2 separate regions of the Triticum aestivum genome follow, and region 1 is linked to region 2. The links are chromatin contacts, called in public Hi-C maps. All regions are on one chromosome and are shown on one strand. The core of a region is the stretch at or near the end of the contact, and the rest is flanking DNA. Distances in the headings are between cores, read along the strand shown. Region 1 holds the start of LOC123164941 (flavone O-methyltransferase 1-like). Region 2 holds the start of LOC123166542 (RNA-binding KH domain-containing protein RCF3-like).

Evidence for each region. Hi-C and Micro-C count contacts between places; a contact is called where the count stands out from the background.
Region 1: a contact with region 2 is called in a Hi-C map of leaf, with 4 times the contacts expected there. The contact joins the promoter of LOC123164941 here to the promoter of LOC123166542 in region 2. A contact is called at or near these places in 3 of 5 Hi-C or Micro-C datasets (all in leaf).

Annotation. Positions count from the first base shown.
Region 1 is chr7D:439,188,788-439,194,072 of IWGSC CS RefSeq v2.1, forward strand. LOC123164941 (flavone O-methyltransferase 1-like) reads left to right here and starts at 3,256. Exons shown (of 2, transcript XM_044582561.1): 1 at 3,256-3,758; 2 at 4,302-5,220. The coding sequence starts at 3,349. The coding sequence ends at 4,974.
Region 2 is chr7D:438,973,083-438,977,855 of IWGSC CS RefSeq v2.1, forward strand. LOC123166542 (RNA-binding KH domain-containing protein RCF3-like) reads right to left here and starts at 2,781. Exons shown (of 8, transcript NM_001426797.1): 1 at 1,838-2,781; 2 at 1-208. The coding sequence starts at 2,587.

The sequences.
Region 1 (5,285 bases), core at 2,006-4,505, 220 kb after region 2:
TTTATGTGTGTAGGTACTAAAGACGGGAATTTGTGTGGTTCTTCTATTGGTTTGATAACCTTGGTTCTCACTGAGGGAAATACTTATCTCTACTGTACTGTGATACGTCTCCAACGTATCTATACTTTTTGATTGTTCCATGCTATTACATTATCAATCTTGGATATTTATATGAATTTTTGTGCTATTTTATATCATTTTTTGGGACTAACCTATTAACCCAGTACCTAGTGCCAGTTGCTGTTTTCTACTTGTTTTTGGTTTTTCAGAAAATCTGTACCAAACGGAGTCCAAACGCTACGAAATTTTTTGACGATTTTTTTTCTAGACAAGAGATACCCTAGAAGCTTCGGGAGGAGACTAGACGGCAAATGAGGAGATGACAAGGCAACAGGGCACGCCCTGGGGGCGCCCTGTTACCTTGTGGGCCCCTCATGGCTCCGTCTGACCTAATTTTGCTTTATAAATTCTAAAATATTGGGAAACCACCCGAGAGCCACCCGAAACACTTTTTCCGCCGTCGCAAGTTTCTGTTCTTCCGTGATCCCATCTGGAGGTCTTTTTCGGTACTCTGCCGGAGGGGGAATCGATGGCTTCTACATCATTCTTGCTGCCTTCCGATGATGCGTGAGTAGTTCACCACAGACCTATGGGTCCATAACTAGTAGCTAGATGGCTTCTTCTCTCTCTTTGATCTTCAATACAATGTTCTCCTCGATGTTCTTGGAGTTCTATCCGATGTGATCTTCTTTTGCGGTGTGTTTATTGGGATCCGATGAATTATGGGTTTATGAGCTGAATATTTATAATAAGTAATGAAGTCTTTTCTGAACTTTATTTGCATGATTTTTACGGATTTGTATTTCTCTCGGATCTATCCGTTTGGTTTGGCCAACTAGATTGATTTATCTTCAGTGGGAGAGGTGCTTTGTAATGGGTTCAATCTTGCGGTGCTCTATACCCCAGTGATGGTAGGGGACAAGAAACGTATTTGTATTATTGTCATTAAGGGTAAAATGACGAGGTTTATTCATATTGATTGGGTTTACTTTGTCTACATCATACTATCTTGCTTAAGGCGTTACTCTGTTTTTCATGAACTCAATACCATAGATCCATGCTGGATAGCGGTCGATTGGTGGAGTAATAGTAGTATATGCAAGCAGGAGTCGGTCTACTTGTCTTGGATGTGATGCCTATATACATGATCATTGCCTTGAATATCGTTATAACTATGCACTTTCTATCAATTGCACAACAATAATTTGTTCACCCACCGCGCTATGTGCTCGAGAGAGAAGCCTCTAGTAAAAACTATGGCTCCCGGGTCTACTTTTATCATATATAAAAATCCAAAAATACCTTGCTGCAATTTTATTTCCTTTATTTTGTTTTGCAATTTACTTTTCTATCTATCACTATCAGAATTAATCCTTGGAAGTAACGCGTTCAAGGCGATTGACAACCCTCTTGCCCGCGTTGGGTGCAAGTATTTGATTTCGTGTGTGTAAGTGTTGTTCATGAGCCTTTGTGTGATTCTCCTACTGGATTGATACTTTGGTTTTCATTGAGAGAAATACTTATATCTACTATGCTACATCTCCTCTCCTCTTCTCCAAAAATTCCAATGCAGCCACAAGTAGCATACTGAATCTCACCTCCTCTTCGAGGAAAATCCCAACGCAGTTTACAAGTAGCACGCCCTACTCCGACGTGGCCATCCACAACCATGAATGGAAGTCCCTCAACCATCGATGGTACACCATCCAAGAGGCTGTGTCCAAGTATTGCGGGCACTTGAAGCATCTCATCGCACGGTGGCCTAGCGGTGCACAAATCACCGAGCAAGTAAGTTGATCACTACCCGGATATGCTTTAATTTTCTTGATCACTAGTCGGGCATGTATTGTTTTGTTGCTGGCTAGACGGATATGCATTGTCGGCATTGTTTCACTTTGTAGCCTACTCATGCTTGTGTGCTGTACAAGAAGTTGGAGAAGAAGTTCTTCATTGTCATGCATTGTTGGTTGAAATTGAATGGGCAACCGAAGTGGAACCTTTTCATTGTCAAGACCGCTGCCCAAGCCAACGAGGAAGAAACCGCTGACCCTACCGACCCAACCCAAGAACTGCCGAAGAAGGTTAGAACAAATTTATGGGGGAAGAAGTGGGAGGAGGAGAGGGCGAAGCGAGAAGGTGCGGTGGCCAAGCTGACGGAGAGGTTCAAGGACATCTTGGCGAAGAAGGTGGAGGCATGGGTGAGGCGCTCGAACATCAAGAAGGAGAAGAAGGCGGAGAGGTTCAAACTGTTGATGGAGGCGACAGACAAGAAGCTCAAGCTCGAAGAGAGGAGGACCATAATCAAGGAGAGGAAGGACGCGCTCGAGGAAAAGAGGGTGAAGATCGCCGCTAATGCGGAGGACGCCAAGATGCTAACCTTGAATGTCGACTCTTTGGATGCCGATGCAAGAATGATCGTGCAATCCGTCCGCTACCAGATGTTACATCGACAGAAAGATGAGTTTGCGGCGGCGGACTATGAGGACGCGGTGGAGGCGGAGGCGGCCTACGCGACGGCGCACCTCCATGATCGGGGAGCAGCTGGCTGGGATTGTTGATCCGGCAGGGCAGAAATGCATGGACTACCAGACTGATATTCTTTTGGATTTGGCCATGTAAAAACTAAACATATTTACCTCTTTTGGGTTCTGATCGTGCATGCGATCCGACGTTGGTGTGATCCGGCGCGCTGTGTGGATCAGAGTACATTGGAATTTGAATTTACTGACGGACATATATAGGATATACTTGGATGGCGGCCTCCCGCATTCATGTCCGCGGACGGATGTGGAAATTTGTGTGTTACCGTTAGAGATACCCTAAGGTCTAATGCATTTTTCGAGATTGCTTTTAACCACGGGTTAGAGCAACAATATGTGGCATACATGTTACATATAGCATTACCGTTAAATTCGTATACGAAAAGAGTTTATAATGATCTAATTGTTATATCATACCTCTCATGTATTTTTAATCTCATCAATGATCAAAGACAACCTTGAAAAACAATTAGACCCTATGTATTAGGATGGAGGGAGTGTAACTTTCTGGTGTGCCATATTTCTCCCTTCCTTTTCCTGAAGACAAAGAAGAAAACCATTTGGTGTGGTGCGGTGGTTGGTGAGGCCAGAAAGCCAATTGGTGTAGTGGTTGGTAAAGGCAGACAGCCCCATATAACCCTTTTCCCATCCTCCCTCCAAAGCATTCCTCATCGCTCAGTCGCCCGCTCACACCAAAAACAACCACCAGCAGTAGCTCGGCTCCGGAGAGGCAGAGTCAGAGGCAAACATGGGCTCCACCGCAGCCGACATGGCCGCCTCCGCCGACGAGGAGGCGTGCATGTATGCTCTCCAGCTCGTCTCGTCGTCGATCCTCCCGATGACGCTCAAGAACGCCATCGAGCTGGGTCTCCTGGAGACCCTGGTGGCCGCCGGCGGCAAGCTGCTGACGCCCGCCGAGGTGGCAGCCAAGCTCCCGTCCACGGCGAATCCCGCCGCGGCGGACATGGTGGACCGCATGCTCCGGCTGCTGGCCTCGTACAACGTGGTGTCGTGCACGATGGAGGAGGGCAAGGACGGCCGGCTGTCCCGGCGGTACGGCGCCGCGCCCGTGTGCAAGTTCCTCACCCCCAACGAAGACGGCGTCTCCATGGCGGCGCTCGCGCTCATGAACCAGGACAAGGTCCTCATGGAGAGCTGGTGAGCTAGATCGATCACTCCAGCATCCCCTGTTTCTTCCATACTTTGCCCATTTGCTGCGGCCGGCTATCATGCGGGAGTGCCCAGCCGGCAGCATAACTCTCTCTTTAACATCTCTCTCTCATAAAAAAAACTCTCTCTTTAACAAATTGAGCTCCAGCAGCATGTAATAAATAGTAGTTGTAGTAGTACTAAAGTTAGCACGAGCTAGAGAACCCCGAAGAGTTCATCTAGAAACCGAAAGATTACGTATCAGATACGGCAGTCAGCTTCAGAAGCAGACAAGCAGAACCGAACCGCATGGTGGTGACTTTTCTTGCCTGAGATTTCTCGCAGTAATAATAGTCAACAACCAAAGGACGAATTTTGGGTTCGCAGCCCATTAACTAGAGGACTTTTCTTGTTTAAAAAAGATGACTTTTCATGTTAAAAACAAAACTAGAGGACTTTTAAGCCGGTGATACAGCAACCCTTTTGTCTCTGTTTCAAAAGATGTGGGAACGAGTTGTTGGAATAAAATGTGTATGTGAATGCTATTTCCAGGTACTACCTGAAGGACGCGGTCCTTGACGGCGGCATCCCGTTCAACAAGGCGTACGGGATGTCGGCGTTCGAGTACCACGGCACGGACCCGCGCTTCAACCGCGTCTTCAACGAGGGGATGAAGAACCACTCCATCATCATCACCAAGAAGCTCCTCGAGGTCTACAAGGGCTTCGAGGGCCTCGGCACCATCGTCGACGTGGGCGGCGGCGTGGGCGCCACCGTGGGCGCCATCGTCGCCGCCTACCCGGCCATCAAGGGCATCAACTTCGACCTCCCCCACGTCATCTCCGAGGCGCCACCGTTCCCGGGCGTCACCCACGTCGGCGGCGACATGTTCCAGAAGGTGCCCTCGGGCGACGCCATCCTCATGAAGTGGATCCTCCACGACTGGAGCGACGAGCACTGCGCGACGCTGCTCAAGAACTGCTACGACGCGCTGCCGGCGCACGGCAAGGTGGTGCTCGTGGAGTGCATCCTGCCGGTGAACCCGGAGGCCACGCCCAAGGCGCAGGGGGTATTCCACGTCGACATGATCATGCTCGCGCACAACCCCGGCGGCAGGGAGAGGTACGAGAGGGAGTTCGAGGCCCTGGCCAAGGGCGCCGGCTTCAAAGCCATCAAGACCACCTACATCTACGCCAACGCATTTGCCATCGAGTTCACCAAGTAGATCCATGCCAACCGTCCACCGCTCGCTTTGAGACCATCTTCTTCTTCCTCGCTGGCGCTGCTGAATATGTACTTTGGCTTGCTGTTTCCTCTGTTTTCCTAATTTTGTCATCCTAGCTCTGAATCATTCTGAATGCTACTGGTTGTGCCGTCGATCTACCCATTCGAAATGTACTGTACTATTAATAGTGCTGCTCTTAAAGGTTGCATGTGATGCAATGACATGATTTCTCTCCTTTGTTGATTATAGGAAGAGTATATGAAGTGAAGTGTTATTGATCTTCCTCTGTAAGAGCATCTTCAATAGATGGT
Region 2 (4,773 bases), core at 1,531-4,030:
TATTTCTAATTTGATCAAATCGGGGATAAGGTTCTTCAAATGCAGGCATCTGCTGACCACCACCCAGGTATTCATCAGCCTGAGAAATACGATGTTCGGGTGAATTTCGTCCACGAAGAAAGGGACCACGATCACGGTGTAAGCTTTCCTTTAAACGGTCAGAGATGATCGCTACAGCCTTTTTAACACAATTTCCTTCTCCAACAACCTGTAACAACATATCATGAGAATAATACACATGGCAATGACAGCTTACGGTGAAAACAAAGATCGGGAACCAAAAAAGTAATTCAACCTGCCATGCATCTAAAATTACAATCATAATCTCAATATGATGTTTTCCTCGCGAGAAAATACAAAGGTTGCGCCTCAATGCATTGATAGATTGATAAGAGTTGAACTGTACAAGCCTAAAACTAGGCCAAACACATGGCTACTCAAGACAAGACCACAACCAACGGTAGCAAGACAGGCATTACAACCGACGCCACGAAACAACCCTGGCCTAGATGCCATCTACACAAGTGCACGGGACACAGCCCCCGCCACAGGGAGAAAGGATCCTACTCTACGAAGAAGGGCAGAATTGGGCCGCTTCTGCTTTGGAGAAGACAATAAGTCAGTGGCATTAAGAAACATATGATGTCCATATAGTTCTCCACCAAGCAACCAGCAGACTAGAGTCACTTATTTAAATTTGACGTGTGAGGATTCAAACCTATTTCAAGGAAGATAAATCTTCAGCCAGTGACTACCTGGAACAGTTAGTGGGTGGATGTGTCATGTTTAAGCCAGCATTAGAAGTTTAATAACCACAAAAGGATCCAGAATGAATACATAGCTACCAGCCGACAACAATTCTTGAGCAGGACACGTCTTGGGAATGGGTGGTCAGTCAATGGAATTGTGAGAGCTATAAACAAAAAGGTCAAAGGTCACTATGAAAACCTAATTTCGAGGTACATAGCAGATGACACATTCACCCACTAACTTATGAGAGCAGTTGAAAACTCATTTGTTTGATTAGTGTTTGGTATTGTGCTTCTTATATTGCTTGCTCAAGAGGAATATTCAGGCTTGTTTAGGAAATGAACGAATTCACTTTTCCCCTGTACTAAGCCAGTGTTTATCTCCATACCACTGCAATGTCACTGTACATAGAAGCAAACCAACTTGAGATATCTTAACTAACTCGGGAGAAGGAATAAACACGCAGGAAGGTGGATGAGAATGGCTCGTAGCAGAATAACATGATTGCACACAATTTTCTCCTTGTTTTATCTCCCCACATGATGGTTTTCTCCTGAGTGATACAATACGGCAATGCCCATGGAGAAAGACATTCACAACTTATCTACAATCTGAATAGCACTCGACCAACTATGAAACTGAATCTTGATTTTTTTTTTAAAATTTTTGCAGGGTCAGAATCTTGATTGATATCTCTTCAGCCTCAAGTCCTTGAAAACATGGATGCAGAAATTTGTGCACTGGCTTACTTCCCACGCCTCCTCACATAGAACCAATACTTTTCAATGGAAGGGCAACCATGGCACTACGAGCCACATAAAAATGTCATCATGGAAACCAAATCTCAAGGTACACAGCATGAGGCATTACCCACTAACTTAAGTAGTTGAACATTCATATGTTTGATTTGTCTTCGGTCCAAGTCTTCTCCAACACTTAACATAATTGTTAACCCACATTTGTTTCATTTTTTTAGTTCAGCTAATAGTTTCAAACAATGCTATATCCAATCAAAACACCAACTGTCAATGCTCTCTTATCAGAAGAAGAATTGAAATATTTTACAACATTGTAGCAGGCACCATACCTGCACAACCTCCTCCGACAACGATACACATCGAGGCATGTTCTGCTCGCGAGGCAGGATCCTGATGTGCGTCTTGGTCTCGGACCTCATCTGCTCGATGATCTTGCCACCCTTGCCAAGCAGGCACCCCACATGCTGCCGTGGCACGATGAGCCGGGTGGTCACCTTACCCCGGTCCCGGGCGTCCTTGCCCCTGGGCCCGTACTCGCCGTCCTCATCCCCGTCGTCAGGCTGCGTCTCCAGGATCCGCCGGTGCACCATGAGGAGCGCCTCCTGCGCCGGCGAGAACATCGGCGGGCGGCCATCCGCCTCGCGTGGGACGCCGTCAGCCGTCTCAATGACGCGGACAGGGTCCCCGGGGAAGGGCGGGTGGATAGTGATGATCGCGCCGCTGTCATCCTGGGCGTTGTTAATGAAGCTGGCGGGGAAGCCGTAGGTCTTGGACTCGGGGCACAGGATGCGGAAGGAGGTGGTCTGGCCGGGACCCCCGCCCCCCGCCGCCGCGGAGGAAGCGGGCGGCGGCGGGGGAGGGAGAGGGGGCGGTGCGGCGTCAGGGGGGAGGAAGCCGCCGCGGCGGTCGGGAGCGCCGCCGCCGCCGCCGCCGCCGCCTCCGGGGGGGCCGCGGCGGTGGTAGTTGGAGTTAGTGTTCGGGCCGCCGCCCCCGCCGCGGCGGTCGAAGCGGGGCTTGGAGCGGGGCGGCGGCGAGTCCTGGTCGTAGTGGTACCCGCGCTTCGAGCGGGAGCGATCCATTGCTGGGATTCCGGAGCTTCGCGTTCGTTTTTCTGTTCTCGTTCGATTTGATTTGAATCCCGTTGGATCGACGCGATGCGATGCGATTCGGATTTAGGGTTTAGAGAGGTTGGGGAACGGGAGGGGGGTTGGCTGACAGGGAACGCGCCATGGGAGGCAGTCAGGCAGAGGATGGGAGCGGTGCGCGGTCGGATCCAGACATCCGGATTCCCCACGCAAGCTCACTATACTATATAAATTTAGTGCTATTTTTATTTTATTTAAAAAACTTTAATCTATTCAACAATCAACTTAGTATAGCATATAGTAGATCACTAAATGAAAAGTTTTACAGGATGTGGACCGTGGCTTACATTTTCAATATTGATGGTAGTTTGTGTTATTACGACTAACTACCTAAATTGTCATGTGTTGCTATGGAGTAAAAAAAATATAAATCATCCAAATGTGTGTTATATGTTATTTATGATGACATGTGTTTCCAATTTGTATGGCAATAACATTGATTCTCTCCTACTTCTTTAATGCTTGAAAATCATCATGTCTCCTTACTCATATTCTTTCCCTGCGAAAAGACAAAGCAATATCTTTCGCTTGCCCCCTCTTAACCCTCAGACTGTCATTGCCTTTACCCCTTGCTCTGGCACTATCGTCGCTTCAAAGTCTATCATCTTGCGAGAGATTATAGTGTGTGTGTCTCTGATTAATAAATGAGATGCTTCTAACTAATCACGAGAGGTAATGGCATATTGAATAAGAGCAAATCGATGCAAAAAGGTTGACAATGTTGGCTAGTGATTGGTTAACAATTTTCTTCCTGACCTGAAAAGAATGTCAAGATTGCCAAATATTGGTAATACAAAATGTTGGCATCAAATCAATTAAGCTCCCAGTGACAATGCATGTCTCTTCAACGGCGACAAAGACAACACTTTTATGCTCGTAAGAAATGTAAAGAAAACAAGGAATATATCTGAGAAAATCAAACAGAAGCAAGTCATGGTTAACTAAAAAAACCCTTTCCTTAAACTTCTATGTGTTATTATGCTATTCACACAAGCTGACTCGCAGTGTATAAATCTAACTGCAGCACATGGTTAATATGACTCACAATCACGACCACTTACTTAGTCCAAGTCCCTTCACAAGACATCTCACACGCTAATTCACCTTGCGAGCAATTGTCCTCAACTTGGCTCTAGCTAATCGGGGCGAACCTCGAGCATTCCCCTTGGCTCCTTAGGTTGGCACACAATTAAATCGCAAATTGCGTTGTTATCTACACCAAAATCACTTAAGGAGGAAGGTGCCTTTTCAACAGGGGCCACAAGGGCCTAACTGCGGGATCACGCTCTAGAGTCCTATGGTGGTGAACCCGGGGGCTGCGACACCGACGATGATCTTTGGAGAGGAAGTGGAAAGACGGCTCCGAGCGCATCCCCTTCAATGTCCTATCTTATTCATCGTCGTCGTTGCGCCCTTCCCGCCGGTCACGCGACGGGATGCCAGGATCTGGAGGCGGTGACCCTGGGCAGGGGGCTCCACGAGGAAGAAGGCATCTGCGATGACGAATTCAGAAGTTGAGGTCTGCCCTAGGCAGTGGCGGTTCTCGATGCCAAAGGCGTCGTAAGTTGAAATTTATCTTTGTCTTTCCTTTTGTTGAAGAAGTTTTTCTCTCGGACTGAACGAAGCACGTCTTGAATGTCTTTAGATTTCCCAAGAAGGCCCATACCACCCCAAGCAGCAAGGTCGCGCCAGAAGCCCAGGAGCATGCAGAGTCCGAGGAGCTCGCGGCGATAGGGCCCGAGAAGGTATTGATGTAGGGGCCATTTTGAGAGGCCTGCAATGGAGCTTGGGGCGATGCGGGTCTCTGATGGATCTGAGGGAGCCCCACTTCAACGCCTTAAGTGCTACTTAGCGAGTTGGCTCTCATGCGCATGCATGTGGGCCACCAATCATTAGGTTTGACATTTGTCGTCTTAATTATCTCGCACGTTTGCTCGTTTCCATGAAAAGCACGGTCCGAATTTTTATAGATTAAAACATGTAAAAATAAAAAAAATCCAAAAAAGTTCAAAAATTTCAAAAAATAATATATAATATGTTAAAATATCATGAACATGAAAAATTTCTCAAATTTTAAAAAGTTAACGAATTCAAAAACTGTTTGCAAACTTGAAAATAAG